Regions from separate parts of the Zea mays genome. Here region 1 is linked to region 2. The links are chromatin contacts, called in public Hi-C maps. All regions are on one chromosome and are shown on one strand. Each heading gives the region's core, a stretch centred on a gene start, on an enhancer-like site or on the middle of the called end of the contact. The rest is flanking DNA. Distances are from core to core; before and after follow the strand shown.

What was found. Hi-C and Micro-C count contacts between places; a contact is called where the count stands out from the background.
Region 1: a Hi-C map of ear shows a contact between it and region 2, with 3 times the contacts expected there. The contact joins the promoter of LOC100285507 here to the promoter of LOC103636843 in region 2. A contact is called at or near these places in 3 of 25 Hi-C or Micro-C datasets (ear, leaf and leaf mesophyll).

Annotation. Positions count from the first base shown.
Region 1 is chr8:28,899,756-28,905,041 of Zm-B73-REFERENCE-NAM-5.0, reverse strand. It overlaps LOC100285507 (mpv17 protein), which reads left to right and starts at 1,492. Exons shown (of 3, transcript NM_001158399.1): 1 at 1,492-1,774; 2 at 3,180-3,283; 3 at 4,398-5,093. The coding sequence starts at 1,601. The coding sequence ends at 4,797. It overlaps LOC100282058 (pollen allergen Phl p 11), which reads left to right and starts at 5,249. Exons shown (of 1, transcript NM_001154971.1): 1 at 5,249-5,286.
Region 2 is chr8:28,416,759-28,422,398 of Zm-B73-REFERENCE-NAM-5.0, reverse strand. LOC103636843 (cytochrome P450 71A1) reads right to left here and starts at 3,255. Exons shown (of 3, transcript XM_020542861.3): 1 at 2,111-3,255. The coding sequence starts at 3,136. LOC100283666 reads right to left here. Exons shown (of 7, transcript NM_001156567.3): 4 at 4,313-4,459; 5 at 4,152-4,232; 6 at 3,925-4,070; 7 at 3,409-3,831. The coding sequence ends at 3,762.

The DNA of each region.
Region 1 (5,286 bases), core at 243-2,742, 480 kb before region 2:
TTTTTATTGGCTGAGTGTGAACCTTTTACACCTGTATAATCTATACACTTGGGCAAACTAGTTAGTCCAAAGATTTGTGTTGGGCAATTCAACCACCAAAATTATTTAGGAACTAGGTGTAAGCCTAATTCCCTTTCACTACTCTCTCTCGTATATCATCATTCCGGACTCGATCTCTCCTTGTGTGGCCACATATCCAGCGCAACATACGCATATCTGCCACACTTAGTTGTTTGACATGTCGTCTTTTAGTGGGCCAACATTCTGCTCCATACAACATAGCCGACCGAATTGTTGTCCTGTAGAATTTGCCTTTTAGTTTGTGTGGTACCCGGGGGTCGCATAAGACACCCGCAGCTTGCCGCCACTTCAACCATTCAGCTTTAATTCTATGACTGACATCCTCATCGATGTCTCCTTCCTTCTGAAGCATTGATCCTAAGTAACGAAAAGTGTCTTTCTTGGGTACCACTTGCCCATCAAGACTAACATCGCCATCCTCATACCCTATGGCACTGAAATCACACTTCATATACTCTGTTTTAGACCTACTAAGCCTAAAACATTTTGCTTCCAGCGTCTGCCTCTACAATGCCAATTTTTGCGAAAACACCACTCCTACTCTCCTCAATAAGTACCACATCATCGGCAAAAAGCATACACCACAGTATATCTCTTTGTATGTCCCTTGTGACCTCATCTATCATCAAAGCGAAAAGATAAGGGCTCAAAGCCGACACTTGATGTAGTCCTATGTTAATTGGAAAGTCATCGGTGTCTTCATCACTTGTTCGGACACTTGTCACAACATTAATGTACATATCTTTAATAAGATTAATGTACTTTGTTGATACTTTGTGTTTTTCTAAGGCCCACCACATTACACCAAAATACATAAAAACAACCAATTATAAAATGTTTTTATGATAATTTTATTTAAAACATAAATATCCTTACCGTTTTTTATAAATCCATCTTGTATTTGACTAATATAGCACAAAATTTCTAAACTTTTTCTAAACAAATCACACCCTCTTAAGATAACGAACATAACCATGTCAACAACATGTAAAACACCGGAATGGAGGTGAAACCTTCATTAAATGCTAGTTTGGAAATTTAAATCTCATCCGCAATTTTCGGTGATTGAGTGAGAAAATGATCTAATTTTCCACTCAATTTCCGAGAGTCTGAAAGGAGATTTATGTTTCCAAACTAGTTCTAAATTTGTCTAAATTCTAGAGAAAATGCCCTATCATCGCTGGGGCTTCCGTGATTCAAATCTTGCTTCACAACAGATATTCCATTAGTATATATGAATATGACTGTTTTTACATGTATACAATGCATAGGTATAAATATTTTGTCCAAAAAATGTCACCAACTAATCACAGGCTGACCTAGTGAAACTTTGAATATTCCCTTCATCTGGTTGGACTTTGGACTGGCTTCATGTACTTAAAATCCACCTAACCCTAACTCGTATGAGCAATAATAAAAATAAAAATAAATAAAAAGTGAGAGAGGGAGGAAGGCGCACACTTCCTCCTTCCTTCTTTCCCTCTTCGTCTTCGCTTGGCCGGTGGGTGGTGCGGTGGGGATGCGGCGGCTATGGCGGTGGTACCAGCAGTGCCTGGCCGCGCACCCGGTGCGCACGCAGGTCGTCAGCTCCGGCATCCTCTGGGGCCTCGGCGACATCGGCGCCCAGACCGTCACCTACTACTCCGCTAGCCCCGACCGTCGCGGCCACGACAGCAGCCCTCCCGACCCCGAGGTAGCGTCGCAGCAGCAGCCCCAACCGGCTTTTACCGTTCCCTCCGTGGTCCGTGCTCGTGATCCGTGTATTCATCCGCCGGTTCCTGGACCTGGTAGCCCCGGGTTTTTGCTCTCTCTTCCTATTCTTGCCCCGGACCTGGTGGCTCCTTGAACTTTTCCGTGCTGTTGCGACCTAGCATATAACCTGCGCTGATGACTAGGGGATGTGACGTTTTATCAGTTCGAATGAGCTGTGGATTTGATCGGTAACCTCAAGCAGTGTCAAGCCATCAACTCTGAATGTGGATAATGCTTGGATTTGTGCCTTGTTTCTTGGGCTTGTGTGTGGTTACCACCCAAGAAACTAGAAAATTTGGTGGGGGGCACCTTGATATGATAACGATTCTTCGTTTCTACTGCTACAGTCTTGTCAAATCTATCAAGTCTTGTGGATATCTATAGACTTCTGTGGTGCTGCTAGTGTCAGCTTTTAAGAACTATTGTCCTCTCGTGGCAATATATTAGACGTCAGATATGAGGAGGTTTGATGCTAACGACGGGATAGGACTATAGGAGGTCTGAATGACCGATGATGTCTGGTGCCGCTCCATTTGGGGTAGTATTAGAGACTTTGTGTTGCGACTTAGAGGAGTAAATGGGCAATGCAATGAGATGTTGAAGCACCCCGCCCCTTTTTTCAAAAAAATGGAGGTTTGCTTGGTAAATGGCTTATTCTGCAAATCGGGGGTGAATGTTCTGTCCAAGTGTCCATGTATATTGTCGACCTTTTGCTTGCTGTGACCTTCAGGATGGTTATTGTTTGCTGTCCATTTCAATCACTATGACAAAATAAAGATGGGGTGGGGTTTCCTTGTATTATGTTAATATGCACTAATGGAGTTACACTTTTCATTTCTTTCTTTGTCAGTAATGGCTAGTCATTTGTCTCGTTGTCTTTGCTTCAGATGCGCTTGTTTGTTCTTTCAACTCTGAGCATGGCCAGAATCGGGAGCTTGATTTGATTATCATTAATATGTAATTTACATAACATGCTTGGCTTCTTTGTAAGAAGCAAACCAGCCTTTGAAATACTTGTAGCTAGAGTTCATTTGTTAGGTTTTATCTATAAATAAAGTCAGTGCAGTGCAACTGAAAGGCTGATTATGTTTGCTATGTATTGGCCAGTTAGTTGAAACAAGAAACAAGATATTTATTGCTGTTCATGGTGTATTTGTTCAGATACGAGATTGGAAATTCAAGGAATCCTGACTGGCATTTCGTTTGGTCTTGGGGACCCAATATAAACTATCTGTGCCTCCATGGGCAGTCTATCTATTATTCTTTGTTTGGCTGTCTACTCCTAATTTTGTCATTCTTCAACTTCATTGTTACCCCATTCAACAATACTCTTCTGCCTTTTACAGGATAAAGATAATAAAGACAATAAAGAGTTTAAAGTTGATTGGAAGAGGGTGGGCATCACAAGCTCCTTCGGATTTGCTTTTGTTGGTCCAGTTGGGCATTACTGGTTAGTTCCCTGTTTTTTATCACATGTCGTTATGTCTACCTGTTTACATGTATATTTTCTGTATGATCATAGGTTAATCTCTTACTGTATAACAATAAAAAAACTCGTAAGTCGTAACCATAATCTTATGCTCCCAGTCTCAGTCACCACACGTCACAGATGAAAAGCAAATACAGAATAACAAACACAGCAACACACTCTGATAAAATAACAAAAACATAGGATAATATAGAAGATAAAAGGGCAAAGTGAGGATGTAATCCCAAATTCCCAATTCTGCACTGCTGTTCTCCATTTTAGGTATCTACGTGTTAGTATGAGTGACAGTTCATGGTGTCATATTATCTTTTTTGATCGTAATGGTGTCATATTATCAATAAGCACTTGGCGACTGCTTGAAAATTGATATATCTAACAACACATGATTTGCTTGAATATACTGGGTTATCTTTCAATAGAGTAAATCACGATATAATATTACCAACAGCATGCATGACAACATGAGTGCACAAGTGGTTCACGGAATTTTGCCCCGCTACCTAGTTATGTGGTCAGGCAGTTGACTGTCCACAATGGGCAAACATCAACTTATAATCAAGAGTAGAAGTTTTTTGGCATGTACTTCACAGTTCACAGTTGTACATCCTTATTTGTCATTTTTGTGCTCAGTAGTCCACTTCAACATTGATTTGATTTGCACCATGTCACATGTAGTGACGATGCTATGTTTTGGAGAGTTAGTTGTAAACCACTGGACTATGTTCAGCTGTATGAAAACACAGATAAAAAAATATGATCACACGGGTTTTTGCTATTGGACAGATGTTGATCCCACAATCTCATCACTTACTGCTGCAATTTGTTCATTTGCAAAAGGTAGGTAAGATCTTGTGGTACGGGTGTACTGTACTGCCCCTCTAGGGCCCAAATTTTCTTCTTAATATAATGATGCACAGTTCTCCCGCGTTTTCGAGAAAAAAAAAGAGATGAAAGCAGTTCTCTCCTTATTTTTTGGAGTGAAAAATACGGGCGAACTATTGTGAATTGGACTGCTATATGAGATGTTGTTGGCAGCATCAATATCTGTCACTAAGGCTTTGGTTTTGTTGTATAGGTATGAATACCTGGATCGCATCATCCGGCGGAGGTTTCAGCCTAACACGTTCAAATTCGTCGCCTCAAAAGTTGCCGCGGATGGATTCCTCTTCGGACCACTAGACCTCCTCCTGTTCTTCTCATATGTTGGTCTGGGTCAAGGAAGGAGCATAGAGCAGGTGAAGGAGGACGTGAAGAGGGACTTCATTCCGGCTCTGGTGTTAGGCGGAACCATCTGGCCTGCTGTGCAGATCGCGAACTTCCGCTTCGTTCCCGTGCGGTACCAGCTCCTGTATGTGAACTTGTTCTGCCTCCTGGACAGCTGCTTCCTGTCGTGGATTGAGCAGCAGGGTGACGCCTCCTGGAAGCGGTGGTTCACTTCGTTCCAGAAAATCGAAGACCAGAAGGGTAAGGTTTGATTTGAGTCATGCATGGTTCGTTGTCTGGATCAGTACCTGTAAACTCCGGTTGATCAAGGAAGATAATTGCGATGCCAGCAAGGCTGAACATTGGCGTCGCTATAGAGAATTCTTTTTAGTCTTTGACGGGATGAAACGGTTGCCGAGTTGCTCTGTTAACTGAAGTGCCTGTGTTTTGCCGATGTGTTAAACTTTCTTTTTAGTCTTTGATCCAAGATGCTTAAGTCATGTCTGGGAATGGGTGGAATTGACGATTGCAACGCGAGCAAAAGCTGAATATATATCCTGTTGCAGCAGTTCCAGTCCAGGAATAGCTAGCGAGGGATGGGTGGGGATCATGGACGGCGCACAGGCGCCGACGGACGAGCCTGGAAACGAGCTCCGCCTCTCCTCTCCATCTATCTATCTATAAAGGGCGCATGGCGGCCCCTCGCCGAGAGGAGTTCACGAACGATCCTCTCCCTCTCCCTCTCCGTCCCCCAAGCAAAG
Region 2 (5,640 bases), core at 2,006-4,505:
GTTTCAACCGAGGTATGAGAGGCATGTAACGAAGCTGCTTACGTGCAATCTTCGTAGTCACGGTCAAACCATCGTCGTTTTCAACCTCAACGAATCTACGCTCACCACATACAATACACTTCTTCTCACCTGCGGTCTCCTTCCAGAAAAGCATACAATTATTTTCACAGACATCGATTTTTTCGTAGTCCATACCGAGGCCAGATAACAGCTTTTTAGACTGATACATGTCCTTCGGCATCTTGTGATTCTCTGGAAGTACATCACTGATCAAGTTCAAAAGTTCCTTGTAACAGTTGTTTGAGAATGCAAACTTAGACTTAATAGCCATAAGTCGAGTCACAAATACAAGGACGGTCACTTTTGTGTGCTCATGCAACGGCTCTTCGGCAGCTTTAAGGAGCTCGAAGAACTTCTGAACCTCAGGTGTAGCTGGATCCTCAAACTCGGTGGGTTGACCGGGGTTCTCCGAATCGACGGTTAGAAACTCATGGCGTACATCGTCAAGCATCTCTTCCATCATATCGTAGTCCTCCTCTTCATGTGACTGAACTTCCGATACAATACGAGGAGGTGGGTCCTCACCGTGGTGCACCCACACCTCATAGCCTGGCATATAACCGTTCTTGCAAATATGTATCGACATAGTCCTCCTGTCAAGGAAATTAATGTTCCGACACTTGCTACAAGGGCACCTAACATCGGTTCCAGTCTCTGACCGAGCAAAAGCATGGTCGAGAAAAGCATCAGTCTTGGCCACCCACTCACTTGATAGAGCACCTCTTTTCTTCCAACCTTCATACATCCATCGACGATTCTCCTCCATACTAGCTACGAGACGTTAACTTAATTAGATAAGTAATGCACGGGCCATCCGTTTTTACGAAGAAATCACGCCCCTACATCTGTAGGAAAGGATAGGTCCTAAACCCACCCAGGAGTGACCGACGAGGCCGTGTTTATGACAAGACATGTGGTCGTGCGAAATTTCGGCAGCATAACCCCGCTGTTCTCCAATCGCACGCCTAAAAATGGTGCAATTGGAGAACACAGGGGTTATGCTGCCGAAACTAAGCAGGAGCACATGCCTTTGTCATAAACACGGACTCTGTCGGTCACCCCGAGGCTGTCCAATAAAGGGACAATTCCGGCCCAACATACCTCACATGCGTCACATGTAAGGTGTGTTGGGCCGAAACGGGTGACGTCTAGGTTTCGTTAACTTAATTAGTTATGATTACTAATTAATCACACTAATACAATAGCCACTAATTAACCAAACTAATACAATAGCATTACAAAAAAACATTTCACGGGACCCTAAATCAAATAAAACAACCTTATTTCCGAGGGCTTAATAATTACCCTCGGAAATTAAGAGTTTAAATTATATAGACACCACTACATAACATTATTACGGGTGACAAATCATATAAACTGACCTTAATTCCGAGGGCATAATAATTACCGTCGGAAATTAAAAATTACAACTATCTAAACACCACTAATTAAATTTAGGACCTCGGATATAATAAAATAAACTACAAAACAATATTAATATAATATTAATAATAGATTAATACTAAATACCTTACGGCGGGCGGGCGGGGCGGGCGTCGACGGCGGGCTCGGCGTGGCGGTCGACGGCGGGCGGCCGCGGCGGGGCGGCGGATGGCGGGGCGGCGGGTGTCGGGGCGGCGGGCCTCGACGGCCGCGGCGGGGCGGCGGATGGCGGGGCGGCGTGTGTCGGGGCGGCGGGCCTCGACGGCGGCGGCGGCGAGCGTCTCCGGCGGCGGCGGCGAGCGTCTCCGGCGGCGGCGGCGAGCGTCTCCGGCGGCGGCGGCGAGCGGGCAGAGAGAGAAAGCGAGGAGCGCGCGCGCGTGAAAATGAACCGCGCCGGACCGGTACCGCGTGTTAAAAAAACTTATGTCCGACGGCCTCGTAACTAGCCGTCGGACATAAGGTTATCTCCGACGGCTTTGTCAGTAGCCGTCGGACATAACGTCTTATTTCCGAGAGCCCCTGTTGGCCGTCGGACATAAGGTAATATCCGACGGCCTCGTAGGAAGCCGTCGGCGATAGAGGGACCGTCGGAACTTTCTTCGTTTACTGTAGTGTCGTCAAACTTGACTCCACCACCGGCGTCCGCCTCGTCCTCGTTCACGTCCAACAGCACGTCGACAAAATCCCGATGGTCGTCGCCGTCACACTGGCCGCCACGGCGCCTCTGACGACGGTGGTCCGTGATGACCCGCTCCAGGAAGGCGTCCAACTCCGCGGACGTGCGCGTGGCCTTGGCGTCCAGGCCCATGAGCGCGTCGACCCACGCCAGCCAGGGCACGAACTCCCCCACGGTGACGGTCCCCAGGAGCTCCTCGAAGTCGGCGAACAGCTTCGCGAGCTTCTCGCCGCCGTCGGGCCCGTCGTAGTACCTCCCTCCTTTGTCGCCGTACGTGGCGCGGGAGATGATGCCGTTGGTGTAGGAGATGATGTGGGCGGTGAGGTTGACGACGGCGCCGTCGCGTCCACCGGCGGCGGCGCGGACGCGGGCGAGCATCGCGGCGACCTCCTGCTCCCGGGCGTGGCGGAAGGAGCTGACGCGGCGCTGGCTGAGAAGGTGGAGCACGCAGACGCGTCGGCTCTGACGCCAGTGCTCGCCGTAGGGGACGAAGGCCACGTCGCGGCCGTACACGAGGCGCTCGGCCATGCGCATCCTGGGGCGGCTCGCGAACGCCAGGTCGCGGGTCTTCATCACCTCCTGCGCCGCGGCCGCCGACGAGGCCACCACCGTCGGCACGCGGCCGAAGCGGAGGAGCATCACGGGGCCGTGCGCCTGCGCCATCGCCCACAGCTTCCGGTGCGGCAGGGGGCCCAGAAGAGGCAGGTGTCCCAGGATAGGAAGGCCCCGAGGCGACGGCGGAAGCGGCCGGCCATCGCCGACGCCGCTGGGCGGAGAAGGCTGTTTCTTCCTCCAAGTGGAGAGGAAGAAGAGCAGGGAAAGGAGGGTAACGAGCAGCAGTGCAAGGAACGGTGACACGTCCATGGTTTTCACCGACACTGCACGTATAGGTGGATGGTCCAATAATGAGACGGAAGGAAGATAATAATAGGCACGCAGTGATCTCACGATAAGCATAGGTTGCCCCCCTACTACTCCTGTTTGATGGCGACGGGGGCAGAGGTGGAGAGCAGACGATCCCGCTGGATAACTATTTCTAGACGACAGAGATTGAAAAAAACGAACACGATCCTAACCGTTTCAGAGAAGAGGGAATTGAAAAAAAAAATCCAAGAATACAGATATTTTCGAAGGAAGTCCAAGCAAGCTAGAGGCTACAAAGCAGCACCATGACCCCATGCCAATATGCCATGTACGGTCAAGACGGGTAATGTGGAGAAACCAGACTAAAAGAACAATACCAAACCAACCAACAATTGAACACTATGAAAATGGGCACTACGTTCTGTTCATGTACAAATACAGTACATATATGCAATCCATCAACAATCAAAAGCGTTACAACACTAGCATCTAGCGCAGATACGATACAACACCGAAACGGCAGTTACAAATGAGTTCTCTGCATCTACACGGGAGTCGACAATAAGCACCCGCATGCAGACTTCCAAACTATCCAGTGTCCACAAATAGCAGTTTTGCAAACTAAATACATATATGAAATGATGACACAGGCCACCCAAACAACAAGCCCTAGAGAATCAGACCAACCAACCGAGCAATTCGCAGTGCTCCATATCTTCTAGCATTCACAACCTGACGAACGCTGTTGCCTTCCAGCGCCCCCAACATCAATCGTATCAGGAAGATACCTGCAAAAGTTGGTAAAACATAGATCAAGTTACACCACAAGGCTGCCTGCATGTATGATACATATATGTGAGCTATATACTATTCAAACTTACATATCTTCTTCTGGCTCATTTTTTACAGCATTCCTCGCTATACACTCAAATGCAGCCTCTACATTGAAGCCCTCTTTAGCCGACGTCTCAAAGTAGGGGATGTTTCCCTTTGAAGCACACCATGCTTTAGCCTTCTTCTCAGAAACCTGAAAAGTGAAGAACAAAGAAATTTCACAAAAGTAGAGAATAAATCCAGTGGATAACAACTCGTGACGAGAAATACTCACAGTCCGGCTGTTACCACCATCAACATCGATCTTGTTACCAAGCACAACAAATGGGAAATTCTCTGGGTCTGATGGGCTGGCCTGCATAATGAACAGTGAGTCCTTTTTTTTCAAACACAATGGACATACAGATATAGATCGCGAATAAGCAGGTTAATTACTTGAATTAGGAATTCCTCACGCCAGTTGTTGAGCTTTTCAAATGACTTGGATACGTTGACATCATATACAAGAACACAGCAGTCAGCTCCCCTATAAAATGCCACACCAAGACTTTGAAACCGCTCCTGTCCTGCCGTATCCCATATCTAAGCTTCAGTAAAACAATGAAGTTGTAAGCTAAAATGATAATGGCTCCAAAAAATAGCAGGAGGTTGCAAATTCCATCACCTAATAAACAGATTACAAATATTAAGTCTGACTCAAAAGAAAAAGGAAAAGGTAGCATCAGTTTCATATCATAAACAGTAATTGCATAAGAAAACATTGCTACCTATGACTTAATTAGCATCCTTGACATAATAGCTATCAAGTCAATCGTTATTAACACAAGCAGGTATGTGCTCAGTTGAACCAAAACTCCTATTTATTCATATACACCACATGGGAAAAAACTATGCCTTTTTTAATGGTACAGATAATCAAGCGAAAAGATTAATGAAACATATCCCGATTTGAATAAAGGCATTGATAGTTGATAAATACCAAAGCAAAATTATGGACATAACGGCCCCTGTCCTTTTTAAAAGAACATGGTAAAGATATAGCAGCTCTCCACAGCATCATCATTATGAGCCAGACAAATCATCAGGAAATCCATGAAATTTGGGTACTGCCAAAATGGAAGTGATGAAAGGAAAACAGGTTTTTAAGGAATTGGGCGGCGTAATGATTTTAAGTACTCCCTCTATCGACAAAAGAATACAATTCTCGCTTTTCGAGGAGTCAAACAGTAGGAATTTTGAAAAAAAAAGGTAAAAACATTCATAAAACAAAATAAGTACCATTACAATAGTTATAGAATATATTTTTGTGATAATTTTTTTAGAGATATAAACACTAATATTATTTACTACAAACTTAGTCAAACTAACTCGAGATAGATTGGATACCGTAGTTGCATCTTTTTTGTGGACGGAGGGAATAGCAAACAAACTCAATAGATAGAGTGACAGATACAAACTTGTGAAAAGGAGCATCATAATTTTTTTTTACAGGGGCAATGCCCAAAAGGCACCAAGGCAGAAAGCTGCATAAAATTAATGAGTAAAACTTCATCTCTCAAAAGTCAGACGACGTCTTGGAAGGGAACTACTGCGCACATCCCTGAAATATCCTTCTTAGCTGATTGATGACTGATGTCCCAAACAGAAGCGTCACTGCGAATCAAATTACACATGTAATGGTGTAACTCAACCAAAACGCATATACGTCCAGTAATGGTTTCACTTTCGCTTTTGTTTTTAGTTAGCATCGTATGGTTCAGCGA